Regions from separate parts of the Mus musculus genome. Here region 1 is linked to region 2. Evidence: chromatin contacts called from public promoter capture Hi-C data. All regions are on one chromosome and are shown on one strand. The core of a region is the stretch at or near the end of the contact, and the rest is flanking DNA. Distances in the headings are between cores, read along the strand shown.

Region 1 (3,956 bases), core at 1,166-3,665, 220 kb before region 2:
CTTTCACCCCAAGGTAAGATAGAAGGGTAAAAGTAGCTCTCATGGTTGTCCAGTTCCCCCAGAACATGTGTGCACACATATAATTTAAACAAGTTCAAAGTCATCCTTGGCTACATATTCAATTCAAGACCGGCCTGAACCTGTCTCAAGACCCTGTCTCAAAAAAATAATAGGGCTTAGAAAAGATGGCTAAGTGGTTAGGAGTGCTTTCTGCTCTTATAGAGAACCAAGTTTGGTTCCTGGCACTAGCACTGGCCAGATCACAAGTGCTGGTACCTCCAGCTTCAGGGATTCAATAGCCTTTTCTAGTCTCCAAGAGTATCTATATACACACATGCATACATACATATATAGCTACATGCGCCAAATAAAAATTAAAAATACTTTAAACAAGGTACAGCATGACAATATGCTATAGATATGAGGTATAACATGTAGGAAGATGCTATAGGTGCTTTATAGCTGTTGCATTATTATAACTGGTGAAGAGTACCGCTCTTATCGGGTGCTCATATTTGCAATGACTGGCATTGTGTTTGGGCCACCATTCCAAAGTGGTTTACTTATGTTGGTCAGGTTTTTCCAGCCCCCAGAGACACCTTCTTCCTGTTTATGCATATCTTCTTGCTTATAAAATGTATACTTTATGCTAGTAGTTCTTCTGTTACAGCATTTACATATGAAAATTATCTAGACTCACATTTAACCTGTCCATATGCTTGTGTGTATATTTACTTACTAACTTAATACATTTGGTTTGGGTTTTTTGTTTGTTTGTTTGTTCGTTTGCTTGCTTTTTGGGTTTTTTGGTTTGGTTTGGTTTTAGGTTTGCGAGACAGGATTTCTCCGTGTAGCCCTGGCTGTCCTGGAACTCACTCTGTAGACCAGGCTGGCCTTGAACTCAAGAGATTCACCTGGCTCTGCTTCCCAAGTGCTGAAATCAAAGGTGTGTGCCATCATCACCCTGCTATAAATTTGGTTCTTATTAATGTTTGTTGTATCTGTTGTGGTGTTTGGTTGCTTTGTTGGGTTTTTGTTTGTTTGTTTTGCTTATTTAGTTAGTTGGGGTTATTTTTTTTGTTTGGTTGGTTTTTTTATTGTTTTAGAGACAAGGTCTTCCTACATATCCCTGGCTGTCCTGGAGTTCACTGTGTAGACCAGACTGACCTCAGACTTACAGTAACCTTCCTTTCCCTGCCTCCAAGTGCTAGGATTAAAGGCATGCACCACCACCAGAGTTTCACTGTTACTGGTTTACATATTGGCCTGTGTAAACTATCTTTTTCATTCTTTGAAACAATCTCCAGAGTATTCCAGAGTGGTCACAAAATTATGTAATTCAGGCTGGCCTTGAACTCATGGTTATCCCCCGGTTTTAGGCTACCAACTGCTAGAATTACAGGCATGTGCCACCATGCCAGGCTGTAAGTGATCATTTAATGTCACACTTATTTTTATATCATTGTCATTTACATTTCTAAGTTTGAGATAGTGTATTACGTATTTGGATCATGTCACTCTATTTAAAATACGTCATTACATGTTGTGTGCCATGGCTGTTGAGTGGCAGTAGCTCTCACAAGCTTGATTGGCCCGAGGTAACGTTTACAACCTTTGTAAACCATGTTAAAGGCAGGTGCATACAGTTAATATAGCCAGTGAATACCCAACGCGTGCTAGGTGCATCTACCCAAACCACCTAATTTTCAAACCGGCTTGTCTTTTATCATTCACAATTCAAAACAGGTGAAAATGAAGTCAGAGCTCCCAGGGCCACAGTTCTGAAAAGCCCTAGGATAGACTGGTAACGCGAAACCTAGGCTAGGCTACAAGTTTCCTCGTTCCTCTTTCTGCTGCCCCAAACCACTTCCTCCCTGGGATTACAAGGTGACCCAGGAGTGGCCCGGGTTGGGGACTCGAGTCCAGCGCAGGTGTGTTGCCTCCCTCCACGGCGGAAGCCACGGCCCCGCTAGGGAGAAGATTGCACCGGGAGCTCGACACCGACACCTGAGTGTGTCTGGCTCCTCCTAAACAGTAGCCGTCTTCACCCTCTGGGCACCTGTGGGCAAAGTGCGGAAGGCTGGGAGAGTCAGGGTGAGAGAAGTGCGGGAAGAGGAAAGCCGAGAGCAGGAGGGAGGAGACGCCCCGGGAGCTGAGAGGAAAAGGCAGAGCTTTCATATTGCACAGGTGGACAGCCGTGGGGAGCGCCTGGCTGCGAAGCTTGATGGCTGGAGTGTCACTCACGCTGAACTCACGAGCGAGGATTGCCCCCTCCCGGTAGTCCCGGGCCTCCAGCTGCTCCAAGAAGCTCCTCACCAAGTCCGTATGGCGACTCATGCTGCGACCCGCTCTGAGGTCTCCCACAAGGAGTGATCCGACTCCGAGAATTTAGCCACTGCGAGGTGGGGCCTCCATTCCAGCAGCCAATGAAGACCGGTAATTGGCAGGCTCCTCGGCCAATGGCACTAGGAGTTCACTCCGTTCGTCCCGCCCATAGGTGCTGGCTGCCACCGCAGCCGAACTGGCCGTCCAAGTAGCTGCGGGTCCCGCAATTCCCCACTGGCGCCTCGGGTGCTTCGGCTGCCGTGAAGCTGGTGGAGTCCGCACGGAACGCTCAGTCCCATTGGCCTTTCCAGGGGGATGGCTGCGCTCTCAATCTCGCAGGCCGGGTTCCCAAGGTTGCTCCGGAGTCCTGCGAGCGCTGAGGTTCACAGTCGTGCGACAGCGGAATATGAGAGAGGTCGGGGACTTCGAATAAATATATTCCCTGCACTTTGCTCTGGGAAAAGGCCTATTTCTGAGGGTAGGGGGTGTGATTTCACTTTTGGAACCTGCTGGAAAAGCGGGGACACCAGGATTCAGTCCTAACTTGTGGATCTTAACCCATACCCCTCAGGGAGGAAGAGACTAGAGAGGCATTGGGAGGAAAAGTGGTCTCAACACTCACTCCGTCCCCCTTCAGGAGTTTGAAGAAGATCTTATGCTGAAGCTCCTGGGGTCCTGGAGACTAAAGACTGGAGAAGAGCCGTGCTAAGGTTTGTAGCTGAATTGGTAGAGTGCCTGTCCCAGCATTCACAAGGTGGAGGCAAGAAAATCAGAAAGTCAAGGTCACCCTAGCTTACATTGTGAATTCAAAGTTAGCTTGTGATGAAATCCTGTCTCAAAGTTAAAAAAAAAAATGGAAGAAAGGAAGGAAGGAAGGAAGGGAGAGAGAGAGAGAGAGAGAGAGAGAGAGAAAGGAAAATGTTTTAATGATGGTGGAATGGTTCAGTAGGTAAATGCCTTGCCACTAAATAAACATGACAACCTGGATTTGATACCTAGGACCCACATGGTGGAAGGAGAAAATCGACTCCAGAGTGTTGTCCTTGGACAACTACACAGGCTCTATAGTGAGGGTGTATCTCCCTACACACAAAAGAAAATAAAAGGGGGTTCTTTCCAAAACAGGCTTCAGCAGATGGAGTAGCACCACCTGCAAGGGAACCAAAGAATTTCAAGCATTGCCAACTCTCTGTTGAGGGAGGGCTCTGAGGAGATCCGTTTGGGGTCGTGTGCAAAAGTAGGGCTAAGGCGAATTGAAAGTGCTTTAAGCATGCTGAGCGGAGCGGTGGTGGCACACGCCTTTAACCCCAGCACTTGGGAGGCAGAAGCAGGTGGATTTCTGAGTTCGAGGGCAGCCTGGTCCACAGAGTGAGTTCCAGGACACCCAGGGCTATACAGAGAAATCCTGTCTCGAAAAACCAAAAAAAGAAGTGCTTTAAGTCACTGGAAGATGAGTGGGATCATTGGTAAAAGGCTGTCAACTTGGTCATCACAGTGTTTAAATGAAGGAATGGATAGCATCTTTAAAAGCCAGACAAGACTTTATTGGGTTTTATCGCTAGATCTCTGTCTTACGTCACTGTGGGTCTGCCAGTGGTGGCAATGCAAAACAGCCAGATAGTATGAGGGTG
Region 2 (3,463 bases), core at 733-3,232:
TTGTCTCAAAGTTTTCTCCTGGTCTTCAGAGCTGGAAATCCACTTGTGTGCCCCGTCTCTGGGCACAACCAATGCCGTGCTCTTCGTACTCTCTCTCAGCGGGTTCTGCACATAACCGCTTTCACCATGGAGTGACCTTTGACCGTTCACACACTTGCCCCCCCTGAGTGGAGAGGCATCCTGCAGAATCATTTGGAAGTTGTCACTGGGGTGGGCACTTCTGCAAGAGAGCAGTGGGATTTTCTGTTCACTGACAGAATCAGCAGGAAAAAATGGCCTATCTTGCTCTGAGGTATGAATGTCTTCAGCAGAGGACAGGCTTCTAATCTGTGGCTGTTCTCCGCTAACAATGCCTGGCTTTTCTTCTTTCTCAGCTGGGGGGCTGCATAAGCCAGAGTCCTCCTCTTCTGAAGTTTGAGAGTTGGTACCCCATCTGCACTTGCTGGCCTTCGCGACAGCATCTGACGCGTCTGAAGGCTCCACAAAAGAACTTTCGCTTTTGTTTGCATAATCCATAATATTGGCAGGGACAAACATCCGCCAGGACCTCCTGTACTCTCTCTTTTCTGCCTGAGACTTGGGCTTGGGCAAACCTGGGCTTCGAATGACGTCACTGTTTAGTTTGAGGGCATCAAAGATCATCTTTTCATCTAGCTTGCTCGTTTCCCGACCTCTCAGCTCAAATATGCTGGAAGAAGAAAGGGCACCATTGGAGCACAGAGAGCTAACGTCCAGTGTCCTGTGGCTGTAGGGTAAAGTCCGGTCTGTGAAATGCCTAGAAGACAGGCTGCCTTTGGACCCGGAGTCTATCTGTTCGTTCAGCCTCACCGTGTCATAGATGGACCTCTGTGGGATGTAACAGTCCTCGATATTCAGGTCCTCCTCCTCCTCTTCGCCTTTCCCTACGCATGGAGGGTTCTGGCGTAAACAGTCTGGTCTGCTGAGTGGTTTCCCCATTTCGCAGACAGTCAAAACAAATATCGCAGCTTTTGACACCGAGAGGAAGGAATTCGGTGAAGCATTTTTCCAAGAAGGTCTATCTGTGAGCAGGGCCGTGACACATCCAGAAAGGGTAAACAGTGAGGCATACTGCCTGCCTGAGGTGCTGCCGGTTAGGAGCAGTGCATCTATGAAAACGAAGCTACCCTTTAACCTGGTTCTAAGAAGTAACGTGCTCCAAGACAGAGCATTCAGCTCCCTCCACCTCCTGAAATTCCGTGAATGCTCCCTTTTAATCAGCCCCAAGCACACACACACAAGCGCACAGCTAACCGTGGCTTCAACGCCCGAGAGACTCTGCTGTGAGTCCGTTTCTCATTGTACTCTAATTTTGCTTGAGGTTTCCAGATTAAAATTTCCAAATGAGCAAGCGGTTCAACAGGCTGGATGTTAACTTCGGCAGAACTCTGGCTGACTGTAATCCACTTAAAGATGTACTGCGAAACTCCATGTCCTTTACAGATAAACAGCTTCTTGTTCAGATCAGAAGGCACAGCATGGTTCTTTGGAGAAAAATAAGTTACGTTTGATGTAAAAAAGTTAAGATTTTTCTCTTAGCTGGGAGGAGGAGCCATACATAAATAAGCTAGATCCAAAAGGCAGTTTTTTTCTTCCCATCTTAAGCTTCTTTGAGGTTATCCAGAATTACCCAAGAGAAAAGAGCCGGGGCATTAAAATCCAGCAACCATTAAAGTAAACAGTCAAAAAGCATGGCTTACTATAACAAGTTTCTCTTTCAAAATAAAAATTTTCCCCCAAGATTCTTATCTGATCTTCCTGAAGAAGGCTTATTCCACCTGAGGCGGCTGCAGCTCAAACTCCGGGCTTCCTCCGAGGCACAGGCAGTTGGCATCCAGCTGAAGCCCCAGCCGCTGCCCTATGGCCGGGCAGGCTGCGGCCGCTCCCGCCGGGGCTCGGGCTGCGTCGGGGCAGCGGGGCCGCGCAGCACACCCAGCCCCGGCGGCATCGATCTGATCCGCTCCGCTCCGCCCTCCCGTGACTTAACTTCACAGTCATCCTGCCCAACTCGGCCTCTTCCCCAGCCCAGGGCGGTTCCAGGGGGAGGAACCTCGAGGCTGTAAAGCAACAGCTTGGTGACATCAGCGCGGAGCAGGCTGGGGTCTGCATCTGGGAGAGGGCAGCTGGGTTCAGATATCCCAGAGGGATCCGAGGGGCAGCGCAGCGGCAGCAGAACCTGACACTGGGCAGCGCAGGAACAGCCATTCCCACCACTGGCTCAGACTGCTAACTCAAAGTGGAGGATGTGGGGGTGGGGGTGGCCAGGTCCCTGTCCTTCAGCTGGAACCACTCTCCTGCCATCACCAATCAGTTTAAGCAGGGCCAACAGGCTCACTTTGAAGTTGAGCGTTTTATCATTTCTCTTTAAAGGCCAATTTCAAAACTGACTGGTCTGCACATTAAAGGACCCCCACGGGTACCTCGCCCCAACACTGCTGACATGAATATTTGTAGTTACTAATATTCACGCAGACCTCTTGAGATTAATGCAAGGCCCAGGCAAGCAGAACGCCTCGAAACAGACTGGTTATTTAATAAAGTCACAGATACTGATTTTTATCTGCTCAACAAATGTTCTTATAAAAACAGTTTTTTTTTTTTTTTTAAAGTTCAGCGAGCCAAACCTTAGCCTTTTTTGGCAGAAATGACAAGAATTATTTAATAAACCCTATCCATTCTTTTATGAAATAAAGCAACACTGCCAGAAAAATAGGTAATTACAGAGGCAGTCAGACTTTAAAAAAAAAAACAACTCATAATCATTCATGAACAAAATGTGGCTGGCCTGACCCTCCGGCGAAGAAAGTAGCTGTGGGGTAATTTTACAAAAAATGTCGTGGGAGAACTTCTGTACCTTAAGCATTCCGAAGTTATTTTATAAACCTGTAAGCTGAAGTAAGCTACATTCACAGCCAGAACTCACATTCAGTGATTACTACACACAGCTCAGCGTGGGCTCACCGTTAAGTTGAAAAGTACATGTCTACAGACATTCACAGAGAAAAATTAGTTATAGAATACCCACCAACATCGCGACCCTGACGTCCACCGTCATGGTCCAGAACTGAAATGTTTCAACAGGCACACGAGTCTGTGATGCTCAGGTGTGCGAGCACACACAGAATGTGCCCCAGCTACCACGTCACCACAGGACTGACTCTGAGGCTGGGAGGAGGTAGAGATCAAGGGTCCTATTTTCACACTCCCACTACCTTAGAAACACAGAATGCCACCTACCCAAAGTAATAGTGGTAAAGTTTCCAGGAAATCTGGGGGGGAGGGGGTACCTTTCTCCAGACAGTTTAAGGTCCTTACACAATGATTCATAAAGAGTGGCCCTAACTCGGCCGTCTTTAGACTGAATAATTAGCACAGTATTATCCCAGTCTTATGAAAGGCCGAGCGGAACATGTAAACTTAGCTCCAGATAGGCAGTGCATTTTGA

The links. Promoter capture Hi-C pulls out the DNA fragments that hold promoters and counts their contacts.
Region 1: a promoter capture Hi-C map of second pharyngeal arch cranial neural crest shows a contact between it and region 2. The contact joins the promoter of Ptpn18 here to the enhancer-like site in region 2. A contact is called at or near these places in 8 of 39 promoter capture datasets (the C10 cell line, the HPC-7 cell line, cranial neural crest and 4 more), 3 of 484 Hi-C or Micro-C datasets (the HPC-7 cell line, nephron progenitors and rod photoreceptor), 10 of 115 datasets of contacts at active chromatin or transcription factors (bone marrow-derived macrophages, craniofacial prominence, embryonic basal ganglia and 5 more) and 4 of 9 other capture datasets (adipose tissue, embryonic stem cells, liver and 1 more).

Annotation. Positions count from the first base shown.
Region 1 is chr1:34,458,205-34,462,160 of GRCm38.p6, reverse strand. It overlaps Ptpn18 (protein tyrosine phosphatase, non-receptor type 18), which reads right to left and starts at 2,415. Exons shown (of 15, transcript NM_011206.2): 1 at 2,245-2,415. The coding sequence starts at 2,337. Gm32504 (a long non-coding RNA gene) reads left to right here and starts at 1,126. Exons shown (of 4, transcript XR_373299.3): 1 at 1,126-2,402; 2 at 2,498-2,740; 3 at 2,897-3,956.
Region 2 is chr1:34,235,105-34,238,567 of GRCm38.p6, reverse strand. All of the region lies in intron 60 of Dst (dystonin), which reads right to left. Among named protein-coding and RNA genes, the nearest start is that of Gm26788, 59 kb to the right of the region's middle. Within about 2 kb of position 1,982, at least 239 of the 459 cell types and tissues checked have an H3K27ac peak or open chromatin away from gene starts, as enhancers often do. A contact at or near this core is called in adipose tissue, bone marrow-derived macrophages, craniofacial prominence and 8 more, where this site is marked.